Regions from separate parts of the Mus musculus genome. Here regions 2 and 3 are each linked to region 1. The links are chromatin contacts, called in public Hi-C and HiChIP or PLAC-seq maps. All regions are on one chromosome and are shown on one strand. Each heading gives the region's core, a stretch centred on a gene start, on an enhancer-like site or on the middle of the called end of the contact. The rest is flanking DNA. Distances are from core to core; before and after follow the strand shown. Region 1 holds the start of St3gal6 (ST3 beta-galactoside alpha-2,3-sialyltransferase 6). Region 2 has its middle 15 kb from the start of Gpr15. Region 3 has its middle 100 kb from the start of 4930461C15Rik.

Region 1 (4,269 bases), core at 649-3,148:
AGAACCTTTTCCTTAGCCCGAGGGTACAGCAGTCAAGTTCTTGATCAAGTTTGAGGTGACTACAATGAGTGGCGTTGCCATCAGGAAAGAGTTCCTGCCACCACAAAAACTGAGACAATCCTGTTTCTGGCACCATGGTATGGAACCATAAAGACTGACATATAGAATGCCCTGTGTACTATTTTGTCACATGCCAACCTTGCTCCGTGTCATAAAATACAACTTTTGGGAAAACAGATCAGAATCATACAGACATTTTCCATAAAAGTTCCCTTGATCCCAAATCGCCATTATCTAAGGTGCCTCTGAAACAGATAACCTTATTCAAAGTCAAACTAACTATCTAAGGCATTATTATTATTTTTATTTATTTATTTATTTTTCTGATCTTGCTTTCAAAAGCAATCTTTTGTGACACTTAAAGCCTTGATTGATCAGAGCTTCCCAAATATTTCACATCACCATGTCGATAAAAAGATAGCTCCGTGGTTAGAAGCTGGAAGGAAATTCTGGATTTGAAGACCGGGAAAGTCAAATCGTCAGGGTAGCCTAATAGGGAGGCATGGCCATCTGAGGGCATACTGAAGAAGCCTGAAGGTCGGCACGTCAGGGCACTGGAGCCATTAAGGACCTGCTATTTTCTAAACCATCCACTATTCATGGCATTAAGGTGTTTCTCTTAAAAACAAACTTGACTCCTGAATTTGAAATCTACGTGGTTTCTAATAGGCTAGCACCTACCATGTCCTTCCTGTCCCATCACCTTTAAACACAATTCTTCACACCCTGGCTGCCCTTCTCCTGGCTTCCTCTAAGGATCCCTAAAAGGCACTTGGAGTTTCTTTATTTTCTAGAAATCGCTTTTTATAGATTTTTCTTTTAAATCAAAATAACAGTGCGCAAGGAAGGGGCTAAGCCCACGAGAGCTCCCTAGGCAACGACCGCAAAATAGCAAGTTTCTTCTCTCTTCTCTTAAAAATTCACAGCAGCCAAAACTGCAGTTTTCTCACCGTTGCCCTTCAGTCCAAACAAACTGTCTCGGCTTTTTGTTAGGTTTAGTTTTATTGTACCAAGAAAGATTTCTTGGAAAACTCAGTAAGGTAAAAAAGAACCTTCCAGGCTCATTCACCCTTCCTCGCTTACAGACCCTTTCAGAAATAATGGTGATCGAGGAACCATGCTCTCCTGTGGGTCTCCCACTGCATAGATTGGGGGCGATCCAGGAGAGCAGAGTCCTAGCGCCCCGGAGCACCACTCTCTCTGGGTTCTCCCTAGCAGCTCTGGGACCCTACAGGAGAGCTCCTGGCTGGTCACCCCGCACACCCTGCTGCCTGGAGGATCTCAGGGCCCCAAGGTTCCCTCATCGCTCCGGTGATTTAGCAGAGGACGAAGGGTCTGAGAGCGCGCAGAGTCCCCTTCCCTACTCCGCAGCGGTTGCAGAATCGGAGTGCCTGGGCAGCATCCCAAATCCCATGCTGGGTCGGGGAACGCAGTCTTCCCCGCACCCCCAGCTAAGCAGACCCGCAGCGTGGCCAGCCGCAGAGTTACCTGCCGAGGCCCGAGCTCGGCCACCGCAGAGGCATGCACAGGGCTCTCCGCAGCGCGCTTCTGTCTGTCCCGTGGCGTCTGCAGCATCGGGTCCCGAGCAGGCGGCGAGCGGAAGCCTGAGCTAGCGGGGTGACAAGAACGCGATCCCTTCCCTCCACCCCTACCCCCGATGTGGCGAAGGAGCAGAGCGGAGCGAGGCGCAGTGTGGCCCGGAGGCTGAGACCGCCAACGTTCCCCTTACAGCTCTCAGCGCCGGACTCTGGGTCCCCCGGCGGCTGTGTGCTACGCCGCGGGAAGCTCCTCCTTATTGCTGGCGCCAGATGCTCGGTGGCCGCCGCCCCCAAGTTCCTGCCGAAAAGTGCTGCCCGGTGGCTGCCGGTGGGCTCAGAGACCCCCGGGGCGGTAGCCGTGCTCTCTGGCTCCTACCTTTAGGGCGGGGCGGTCACCAGCCGCTTGCTCTCGCTGGGAGTCCCCGACAGGAAAATCACTGCGAAGGGAGGGCCGGGAAAGGGCGGCGGGTGGCTTCAGGACAAGGTAGGAGGATTGATTTCCAGAGCCAAGAAGACACTCCCATCCTGCCCCGGTTTGTTGGGAAAGCTGCGGGAGCAAAGGCGGGAGGCTGTAAGGGGCTCTCCTTTCAGGCGCTTATGGGAGGCAGAAAGCAACAGAGTTTAGTTTCACCCTGGACTGTCTGTGACATCAGACACAGTGGGTAATTTGGTCTCTAGCTGAAAGGGAGAGGTGTTCACAAAGCTACACAATTTCCTGCCTCTGCTCTTCAAAGACAAAAGTGTTAGCGGAGTAGGTGTAGACATATATATAGTTCATCTTATATTTTAAAAAGACGTTACCTCAGAAAGAATGAAAGGGGCACTTCTTCACTCCTTTCCTCGTTTCTTCTTTCCTTTTCTTCCTTTCTTCTTCCCTCCCTCTCTCCCTATCCTTTCTTTCTGTAGCCTTCACTAGGAAAAAGTTTGTATTAAGAAAGCCCTCAGACTTGCATAGCTCTGAATGCTTTTTAAAAATCAGTGTCTGGTCAAATACTCACATGCAATCAAATGACCTCCATCCACCTCCGGGAGAGAAGCGCTACTGTCTGGGAGGAAAGGAGCTGGGTGTAACTCAAAGCTGACAGTGTGTCAAGTGGCAGCGAAGTCCTCCCACTCGTGTGATGGACCTTCTAGTATTTTCCTTAATTATACCAACAGCCCTAGGAAGTTGCACTTGTTTTTCCAATCCAAACATGGAAAGGGCTCAAACCATTCCGATTCTTACCCTTTCTACAGATTACCTTTGACATAACTCACATAGCTTTTGTAATTATATGCTTGGCTCTTGGAACACCAGGGTAGTCAAAAAAAAAAAAAAAAAAGTCCTGGAATTTGTCCATCTAGATAAATTTTCTGGAAAACTACCACAAACTTTTAGAGTTTCTGCTGAGTTCTCCCATGCTCTCTTCATGATCTTCAAAATGAAACCCGCATTTTGCTTTATTCCTCCTGACCTCCTAGGTTTTGTGTGCTCGATTTGTTTTTGACCGCACTTCCCTGTGTAATCTAGGTTGGCATGGAAATCTCGGTTCCCTTTTTTCAGACTCTGAAGTCCCTGGATACCCATCTGTGTAGTGGTGCGATGGGGAGGGGCATTCCTAGATTCTCCTCCGTTTTGCTTTTGTTGTGTTGTTGCTTTTATACAAGGTTGTTTTGTTTTGTTTTTTTTTATCTTGCTGTGTAACCGAAGCTGGCTTCTGACTCTTGATAATCCTCCTGCCTCATCCTTCCAACTGCTGATACTACCTGAATACACTATACTCCTCCTAGATTGTGTGTGTGTGTGTGTGTGTGTGTGTGAGAGAGAGAGAGAGAGAGAGAGAGAGAGAGAGAGAGAGAGAGAGAGAGATTGATTTACCATGTGGTTGCTGGGAATTGAACTCAGAACCTCTGGAAGAGCAGAGAGGACTCTAACCAATGAGCCATCTCTCTAGTCCCACTGCCTAGATTTTTTTTTAATCCTGCAAAGAAATATGCTAAGGGAGGAGGACAGGAGCTGCACTTAGGTAACCACCATGACTTTGCATATTCTGCAAAGTTTAGCTGTAACCTACTCACCTGCCTTGGACTCCTCCGACTCCTTCAACAAACCTCTAGCTCCAAAATTATTTACATTATGATTCACAATAGTAGCAAATTTACAGTTAAGACGTACCAACAAAAACAATTTTATGGTTCGAGGCCAGCCTGGTCTACAGAGTGAGTTCCAGGACAGCCAGGGCTTTACAGAGAAACCCTGTCTTGAAAACAAAAAAACAACCCCAAAATAAATAAATAAATAAATAAATAATAATAATAATAATAATAATAATAATACTTTTATAGTTAGGGTCACCACAACATGAGGTTTACAACATTAGGAATGTGGAGAACCATTGGTCTAAAGAAAGAATCAGGAAACTGGTATTTCTTCTGGAGCTCCAGGTAGATTGTGCAAACCTATCCTATTCAAGCACAGCTTTTTGTAGCATCATTGATGGAAGACGTGTTCTGAGAGAGGAAACCAACTCATATGTGAGTGCTCGCACTACAATAGTTGTGTTAGATCACAGTCAACCAACCCCAGACTGAAAATACCCAAAAAGCTAACTCTATAACACATTAACTTAGTAATAACTTTTAAGAGTTTGCTTCTTAAACACTTCTCAAAGCTTGGGTTTTTCAGTTTTGT
Region 2 (3,949 bases), core at 512-3,011, 180 kb after region 1:
TCTGGCTCTGGATGGGTGTGAGAGCTGGTGTGATCTACAGTTTTCTCACAGATCGCCAGGGGGGGAGGGGGCAACCCCCAGAGTCAAGAGGAAACACTGATTGAAGGCATCGGCTCTGGGTCCTGGCCATGGCTGGATTACTTCCTGTGTGAGTGATTGTGAGAACGCCCCGAGACTTATTTTTCTTACCTGAGTGACAAGTATCTTCCCAGCACAGTGAAGGAGGCTCTGCAGTACAGTACATCCTCTGCTCTTTGCTCTGAAGTGATGCCAAGATTTTGGTTATTACTCACAAAGAGAACGATGCCCCTGAAGCATGCAAGCCGCAGACATGCATTGAGGTCTGCCTGCCTGGATTCTGCCAGTTTGTCTCTGCTTGTCCCTGAATGGGATGCGCTTACCTTCCCATCTATAAGACTGAAGAATTAGTTTATCTTATTGTTTTAAGGACAACTTAGATATGTCTGGAACATATTTAGTGAAGTACATTTATCCATTTTACCCCAGTAAATGACCCACGAAAGCTGTGCTCTTTCTTTTCCAAGTGTGGCACAACATCAGAAACCTGTCTCTGCCATTTATTTTAGCTCAGGCTAAATTAATGCCCCCATTGCTCCAGGAGAGAGGGAAGCTGACTTCTTCCGTGTTTCCTTGCTGTATGATCACTTCCTTCTTTTAGCTCATTGGTGTCTGATGACGATGGAAACCTCCTCCCACTCTCTTTGATGTTTTAATAAATAAATCTAAATAAACGGACCATAGACAGACTGACCAGAGAAAAACCATTTAAATTGCACGCATGCACAAACGTCCCGCAGACATGATACATGACGAACAGCTCATATTTGCAGGTAAGCACCCTGAGGATGAAGAGAGTAGGAGCTTGGAGCATCTTCAAGAAGATTGAGATGGAGCCTGTGCTGAGCCAGTGGAATGGAAACAAGGCCGATTTGCTACACAGACAAGTTGTGTCTGAGCATCTCTCTGAAGACCTGGTGACAGTCTGTGACAGAGCCTGCCTGTCACAGTAGACGGTGTATCTTCCATCTTTTCTGCAATGTAATTTGCTTTCTTCCACATGGAGGCAATTCCTTCAGAGGGGACTCAGGACAATGGCAGTGACTTGTGCATCTTTTGGCATATGAAACATGTCAGGAAAAGCTTCTCCCCACACCTTGAGAGAATAGGGAGTTAGAGTGAGAGGGCAGAAGGTTACAGACCTTGGTTCCGAGGTCTTCCTATTCTGCTTAGCTCAAAGTTTTCAGCATGCTCAAGTGACATACTTGGGGTATTACTTCTCGAACCCCAGCAATCTCTAGGACAGACATGTGACATTTTTATCCTATTGCTCTATTAGAGTTGTATCTATTTGAGAGGAAGTAAACCACAAGGGGATCTTTGGACAATTAAAAGCTGTGTGTTACATTTAGAAAAGGAGAGAACTTTAAAAATACGAAGATAAATTCTGCAGTGAGGGGAGTGGTGGAAATCCCGATTGTTCATTACTAGTGTTACATTTTTATAAAAAGATGTTTATTCTCTTCTTCTTGACCATGTTTTCATTTGACACCTGTCTTCTTGGGTGGAAATAGCCTTTCTATGAAGCCCCTGGGAGTAGAGGAGTGGGGAGTTTCTGCTCCTTGCGTGTGATTGCTTTCCTTTGTTAAGTAATGAGATCAGTCAGCATGTCACACTTTACTCTCCAGTGATGGCCACCACCTCTCGATTTCATGAGAAACGATAAAACAAATGAGTCACCCCAAGGGTGCTTCAAGAATGGCACGCTAGGCTCAGGCTGGCCCCACCTCCTCTGTAGCTGAAGAGGTTCCAGAAAAAGCCTTCTGGGATGCTTCTCCCACTTCCCTCTCTTTCTCTCTTCTTGCCTCTCATTTGTCTTTCTGGATTCCACAGAACTGTTTTAACTGGCAAATATGAATCTTATTTGAAATATGAAAAGCAGTACTCTGTGACTTTTTGTCGTTTAAGGTACATTTCTGCACATACAGACAAGGCATTTTGAAAAGAGGAGGGCAGAGGTGTTTACTCTTAATTCGCAGTCGCCCCGGGTGACCTGGTCCAATTTTAGAAAACTCTGCTTAGCCTGCATTCTGTTTCCTCTTCCTTCTGAGATAAACTTGGCTTAGGTGAGTGTTTTCATAACCCTTGCCCTGTGTTTTAGCCACGGTTGCTTTCTTATCTTTTAAATTACAACCATTCTTTGTTTAAATGCTTGGAATGTTTCACAGTTAAATCACTCTCATAAGTCACGGGAGAAACACAAAAATACAGTGTGGAGTGACTCCAAATGGGACTCAGTTCTAAACCACTTTATAAGATCAGATTTGTAAATAATCACCTGCTTATAAAGGAGATGGTTGGTCACATAAGAAGAGAGTAGGGAAGGATTTTTTCTTATTGCTCAGTTCATGTATCCTTTGGGAGGAAAGCAAACCAATAGTGCTTTGGATTCCCTTAGCCCTAAGCCCTATTCCAAAGTGTTTTTTTTTTTTTCTTATCTCCTGATTTTATTGTATAAGCCTGGATAGAGTGAGTCTTTGAACACAGGAGATTTGGAAATTAGGATGGTGCATGAGAGTGCTAGAAACTGGAGAAAATTCTATAGCCCAGTAGAGAAGGATAGCAAAAACCAACACAATTTTGATCAAGGAAGCAGGTAACATCCTGGCCCAACTGCTTATTTTTTTCTTTTTATGAAAATTCTTTAAGATTACTTAGACCACAGTGTTTAGATAGGTTAGCATCTTGATGATCAGCTGAATAAATGAAGACACACAAGACGAATGTTGCCAGATGGCTTAAGGTGGAGCACATTTATAGTCCATCTACTCTAATCCTACCAGTTTCAGACCTGGGGTTAATACCCATGGTGACTGCTGGTTTCCTTCTAAACAGGTTCTAACATTTAGGAACAACTTCCACAGAACACTTTTAGTGACTTGTCAGTATTTGACTTAGTAATGCTGCATATTTGAGAACAGAAAAATAAAGGACGATGTTTTCTGTCATGTAACTATCCTCATTCTTCTCTCAACTAGTCCCCTGCTACACATTGTGTGTCACAAAGCTTTTATTTTAAATGTCTTAGACAGGCTTTAAACTTACTTTCCCTCAAGATGTGGTATATGATTAATATTAAAGCAATGGCACCCTCCTATTTTATATACTTTCTACTCCAGTTGAACCCCAATCTCACTAGGAAGTTGAAAAACACTGGCTTAGGTTATAAGCCCTAAGCCTGTAAGAAGACACATTGCTTTGCAGAGTATTTATAGCAAGCACTATGACCTTCTTGAAGGCTGGATGTTAATTAGTTATGACTACTTCTTAATTCAGGGGTGACACAGATGAGCAGGAACAGATAGCAAAGGCTGGTTTATTAGCAATGCTGAGAGAAGGCTAATTACTGGGCATATGTTATTACTCTGTGGAAATGGATTTATTGCAAGGGACCCTGCCAAAGCCTTTGTAGTCTGTATTACTGAGGGGTTTAAAGGCCCATGTTAAATGAGGAAGGAAGCAGAAGCCAATACCCTTTGGCCAATAGACACTGCTCACAGAGAAAAAGTCTACTGACTGTATTTTACCATTTGCAGAAACCAGTACAGCTGGTTAGTCACACCCATGGAGCAGAGGCATGGAGAATGGAAGCCCTTTGCTGCATCATTTGCCAATCTGGCTTAGTTAGAACTTGGAGAAAACTTAGCTTATTCTTTTGGGTAGAAAGGCAGTTAAAGAGATGAAGCCAACTGAGACAAAGGGAAATACTGGCTGGAGGATGTGTTCCATTAAGGGTTTCAGACTCAAATAGTTCTATGGCAAGGCCTTGTCAGGTTGACTACAGCAGCCTTCTGGACACAATGATGGGCATTTGAGGGAGGGCTTCAGGGCTGATGTCCTCCCTGTTTTAAATCTGGGCTTTTAGTCACGG
Region 3 (4,154 bases), core at 477-2,976, 220 kb before region 1:
TTTTCTCCTTGGTTGTCCATTAAAATTCTATATTCTTAGCTTGTTAAAACTCCTTCTCACTTATTTTATATCCCAGAAAGACTTTGTGATTAAAATACATATTATACAAAGCAAAATAATCTGATTTATTTCTGCATATCACCCAGGGATCTTTCTACTGGGTCATTAAAGGATAAAAACGTATCTACGTAGCTTTTAATGGCTACTGTGAAATGCTAACAGGAAGCTTAGATCCAATCTGCATGATTCATGGCTCAGCTATCCTTTGTTCACTAAAATAACAAACTGTAATAATTGGTACCTATTATTACTTTACAGATTCAAACTATACCCAAAGACACTGTTACACAATACTGATATGCACCCAAACAGAAAGGCTGTACACATACGAGATTTAATCAACCAAGGGTAGAAAATACTCAGAAGATAATGGCATCTTTATTAAACATGCAAAGACTTGTTTCCCTGAACACCACTCACGAGCAAAAATTTTACATTTGTGACACAGAGCTCGAGGTGATCACGCTACGATCTTTAGTTTTCATAACCGAGTTTTCATAAGTTTCATAACTTATCCAAAAAAAAATTAGTATCACTCAGATGACAAATGGCACAGGTAGAAATTAAACTAAGGTCCTTCTGGGTCTGGAACTCATGAAAGATTTTTTAAAAAGACTTATTTATCTAATGTATTATATGCACTATTTAATGTAATGTGTGTGTGGGGGGGGTGCACTGTGTGCATGTCTGTCTGCATAGCAAAAGACGGCATCAGATCCCATTATTGATGGCTGTGAGCTGCCATGTGGGAACTGGGAATTGAACTCAGGACCTCTGGAAGAACCGCCAGTGCTCTTAACCATTGAGCCATCTCTCAAGACAGAAAGACATTGAATGTTCCCAGATGCAAGGGTCTTTGGACTATGAGACTGACAATATGTAATAGTATTCTGTACCTCCACAATTCCATGGCTTTTTGTTTAAGACTACAATTTAATTACATTTCTCCTTTCCCTTTTTAACCTCCAAACCTTCCCATATACCCCTGCCAGCTCTTCAAATTCAAGGCCTCTTTTTTCTTTAATTGTTATTACGTACATATATGTATTTGTATATACACACATATGCATACATATATTAATATAATTATATAATAACATAATACATTAATATATATTATAATATATTACACATGTAATATATATTTATTTAGGAATACACATATATATTCCTAAATAAGACCTGAGTAAAAAGCCTATCAAGTTCAATTTGTGTTGTCTATACTGCTAGAGAATTCACTGGAGAGTGAAAAACCTACCAGGAGCCTAACCCATAAAGAAAACTAATTCCTCCTCCCCCAGAAGCCGTTACTCTCCACAGCTCCTCAGTTGGGGTGGAGACTCATGGTCTCCCTCCCACTCCTTGATAGAATGTATGTAATCTTTTGGCCAACTAGAATGCTGATTTCACAGAGCTCAGCTTAATAGAGATGAACGACGCCATGCAAGATGTAAGCTCCATCTATGTTATCTATCATTTTTTTTTCATTTGAGATGATAATCAAATGAATCCTTGTCTTAAAACACATGAAAAAAAACGTGGTGAAATCAGAAGAAAAATTTATGTGTTTTAAAACAAGTTTTAAACATGTCTCATCCTGTCTCAGCAGAGATGACATCACTGTTCCTCAATGGGGAGGACTGGTCACATGGGAGACCCTGTTTTTATTGTGATCAGCTGCAGTCCGTCAGCAAGCATGACCTCATCTGCAGCTGAAAAGGTTTGACCTTTGACCCTTTAGGCTTGTGAAACAGAAGAAGAAGAAAAAAAAAATCCTTCACAGACTGAAAATTTTAAAGCCGAGGTCCTTCAGCCTAGTTGAGTTCACCGGGCTGTGTTAAGTACAAGCGCTCAGACTTCATGATGTAAAAGCAATTAAAGAAGGAACAGTGAGAAGCCAGGGAGTCAGGGCGGGCCCTTTGGCATCTCCCAGTAAGACTAGAAAAATATGTTTTGCATTTTACAATAACAAAAGATAAGAGATGAGTGTTTTTGAAAAATGCTGCTTTTACTAATTTTCCAGGAGAAGACGTGAGATATGAGAACTCAAATTCACTATAATCGGTTCCCTAGGATACTATTGTAGGCCTAATCAAATCAAGGAAGCTTACCAAACGAACGCATTAATTGCTTAGAGGTTTGCGGGGGGGGGGGGGGGTTGGTATTTTTGGGTGTTGTGTCTTGTTTTGTTTATGGTATGACATGCTCTGGAGCTACATTTTTTTAGCTGATGCCATGGTATCAAAGAGTTCACAATAAACACTAAACTCACCCATGTCCGGGAATGTGTTGAAGGCCACCCCAAAACTTCCTACTTCTTTTTTTTTTCCTTTTTTTCACTTTCTCATTGTTTTTTTTTTAATTTACATTCAGATGTTATTCCCCTTCCTCATTTTCCCTCTACAAGCCCCCATCCCCTCCCCCTCCCCCTGCCTCTATGAGGGTGCTCCCCCACACACTCTTGACTCAGTGCCCTAGCATTCCCCTACCCTGGGTCACTGAGCCTCCACAGGACCAAGGGGCTCTCCTCCCTGTGATGCCCACCACTAAAGCCATCCTCTTCTACATATCCAGCTGAAGCCATGGGTCCTTCCATGTGTACTCTTTGGTTGGTGATTTAGTTCCTGGGAGATTTTTTTTTGGGGGGGGGGGTGTCTGGTTGGTTGATATTGTTGTTCTTCTTGTGGGGTTACAAATCCCTTCAGCTCCTACAATTCTTGCCCTAATTCCTCTATTTGGGTCCCTGAGCTCAGTCATCTAGCTGTGTACATCTGCATCTGTATTGGTCAGGCTCTGGCAGAGCCTCACAGGGGACAGCTATTAACAGGCTTCTTGGTATCATCAATAGTGTCTGGGTTTGGTGTCTGAAGATGGGATGGATCCCTAGGTGGGGCGGTCTCTAGTTGTTCTTACCTACTGTGCGTGCTTCTACAGACTGAAAAACTCCAGGTTTCAGGTTCCCTTCTGCTCAAAACTATAGGAACCAGAAATTCTAATATTTGGGGGAAGACTGGTGACATGCATGCTTTGATTTAATACTCTTGGCCATGATGACTAGAAGCTCTTAAAGTCGATTTTAAGGGTAACTCACTAAAATAGAAAAATTGTTACCATCTTCTGGCCGGTAATTGTTAATCAATATCTTTCAAATCAAAGAGCCTTGGGAAGCAGACTCTTCATGTTCACTAGCAACTAATTGAAGAGATGGAACCCTTCCAAAAGGGTGCTAGAATACGAAATGAGAGTCCTGAGGGATACCTCATTCAGGTAAGAAGGGCAGTTCATTATTCTAACTCTCTACTGGGCAGTTACCCAAGACCTTGATGCTTCCTGAGGAATTTTTATCTTTCCTAGAATGTCCCACTCACTGAATAGAATGAGAACTCATCCCACACCCCCACTTCCACCCCCAACCTTATCCGCATCCCCATTGTGCAGGCTGAAACACTGAGACCAATTAGTTTCCAAGATGACGCGACCTTAGGCAGCAAGCATCTTCATTCTTTGCTCTGCTTTCATCGCCTAGATAACTTGGTGGTGCTCTGCTTTCATCGCCTAGATAACTTGGTGGTAGGGGTTTTAATATTTATCTAGTATATTTTTATTTGCTAAAACCATTCAAAAGGAGATGCCAAATAATTTATGTATATATAGTAATGGTTTTTGGTAAATAGATATTACCATCTGGGCCTTCTTAATTTATATATGTTACATTCTTTTCAAATAAATACTGAACAAAAAGACAAATGCAAACATTTATTCAAAAATATTCAGAACAATATGGTCTAACTTTTTCCAGTTATGTTTATCATACAGGGTTGCAGAGGTCATGTTCATGCAAATATACAATGTACGTTGAACATATGCCATCTCTAGAATCCATGCTTCCTTCCCGTCCCTTTGTTTCCCAGACAGTTTAGTCTCTACTGTCACACCATCAGTGCCTACATTAGATTATGCATCTATCATGTCTATACCCCCAAATAACAGAAAACATGCAATATTTGTCTGTCTGTGACTGAAGTGATTCACTTAATATTATTATCTTCAATTGCCTGTTTTCCTGAAATGACATAATTGTATTTTTTATGACT

Evidence for each region. A called contact is a pair of places that touch in the nucleus more often than the background predicts. HiChIP or PLAC-seq counts read pairs in DNA pulled down with a chosen protein or histone mark.
Region 2: a BATF HiChIP or PLAC-seq map of CD8 T cells shows a contact between it and region 1, with 7 read pairs. The contact joins the enhancer-like site here to the promoter of St3gal6 in region 1. A contact is called at or near these places in 3 of 39 promoter capture datasets (the HPC-7 cell line, liver and stem cell-derived epiblast-like cells), 1 of 15 datasets of contacts at CTCF or cohesin (CD8 T cells), 3 of 484 Hi-C or Micro-C datasets (B cells, group 2 innate lymphoid cells and neural progenitor cells), 5 of 115 datasets of contacts at active chromatin or transcription factors (CD8 T cells, effector CD8 T cells, memory CD8 T cells and 2 more) and 2 of 9 other capture datasets (adipose tissue and liver).
Region 3: a contact with region 1 is called in a Hi-C map of uterus, with 2.8 times the contacts expected there. The contact joins the enhancer-like site here to the promoter of St3gal6 in region 1. A contact is called at or near these places in 7 of 39 promoter capture datasets (the 3T3-L1 cell line, 3T3-L1-derived adipocytes, embryonic stem cells and 3 more), 8 of 484 Hi-C or Micro-C datasets (the HL-1 cell line, brown adipocytes, liver and 3 more), 1 of 115 datasets of contacts at active chromatin or transcription factors (fibro-adipogenic progenitors) and 1 of 9 other capture datasets (adipose tissue).

What each region holds. Positions count from the first base shown.
Region 1 is chr16:58,521,528-58,525,796 of GRCm38.p6, forward strand. It overlaps St3gal6 (ST3 beta-galactoside alpha-2,3-sialyltransferase 6), which reads right to left and starts at 1,899. Exons shown (of 11, transcript NM_018784.3): 1 at 1,549-1,899.
Region 2 is chr16:58,701,815-58,705,763 of GRCm38.p6, forward strand. No RefSeq gene overlaps it. Among named protein-coding and RNA genes, the nearest start is that of Gpr15, 15 kb to the right of the region's middle. Within about 2 kb of position 1,762, at least 81 of the 459 cell types and tissues checked have an H3K27ac peak or open chromatin away from gene starts, as enhancers often do. A contact at or near this core is called in B cells, CD8 T cells, adipose tissue and 5 more, where this site is marked.
Region 3 is chr16:58,301,930-58,306,083 of GRCm38.p6, forward strand. No RefSeq gene overlaps it. Among named protein-coding and RNA genes, the nearest start is that of 4930461C15Rik, 100 kb to the right of the region's middle. Within about 2 kb of position 1,727, at least 29 of the 459 cell types and tissues checked have an H3K27ac peak or open chromatin away from gene starts, as enhancers often do. A contact at or near this core is called in adipose tissue, fibro-adipogenic progenitors and uterus, where this site is marked.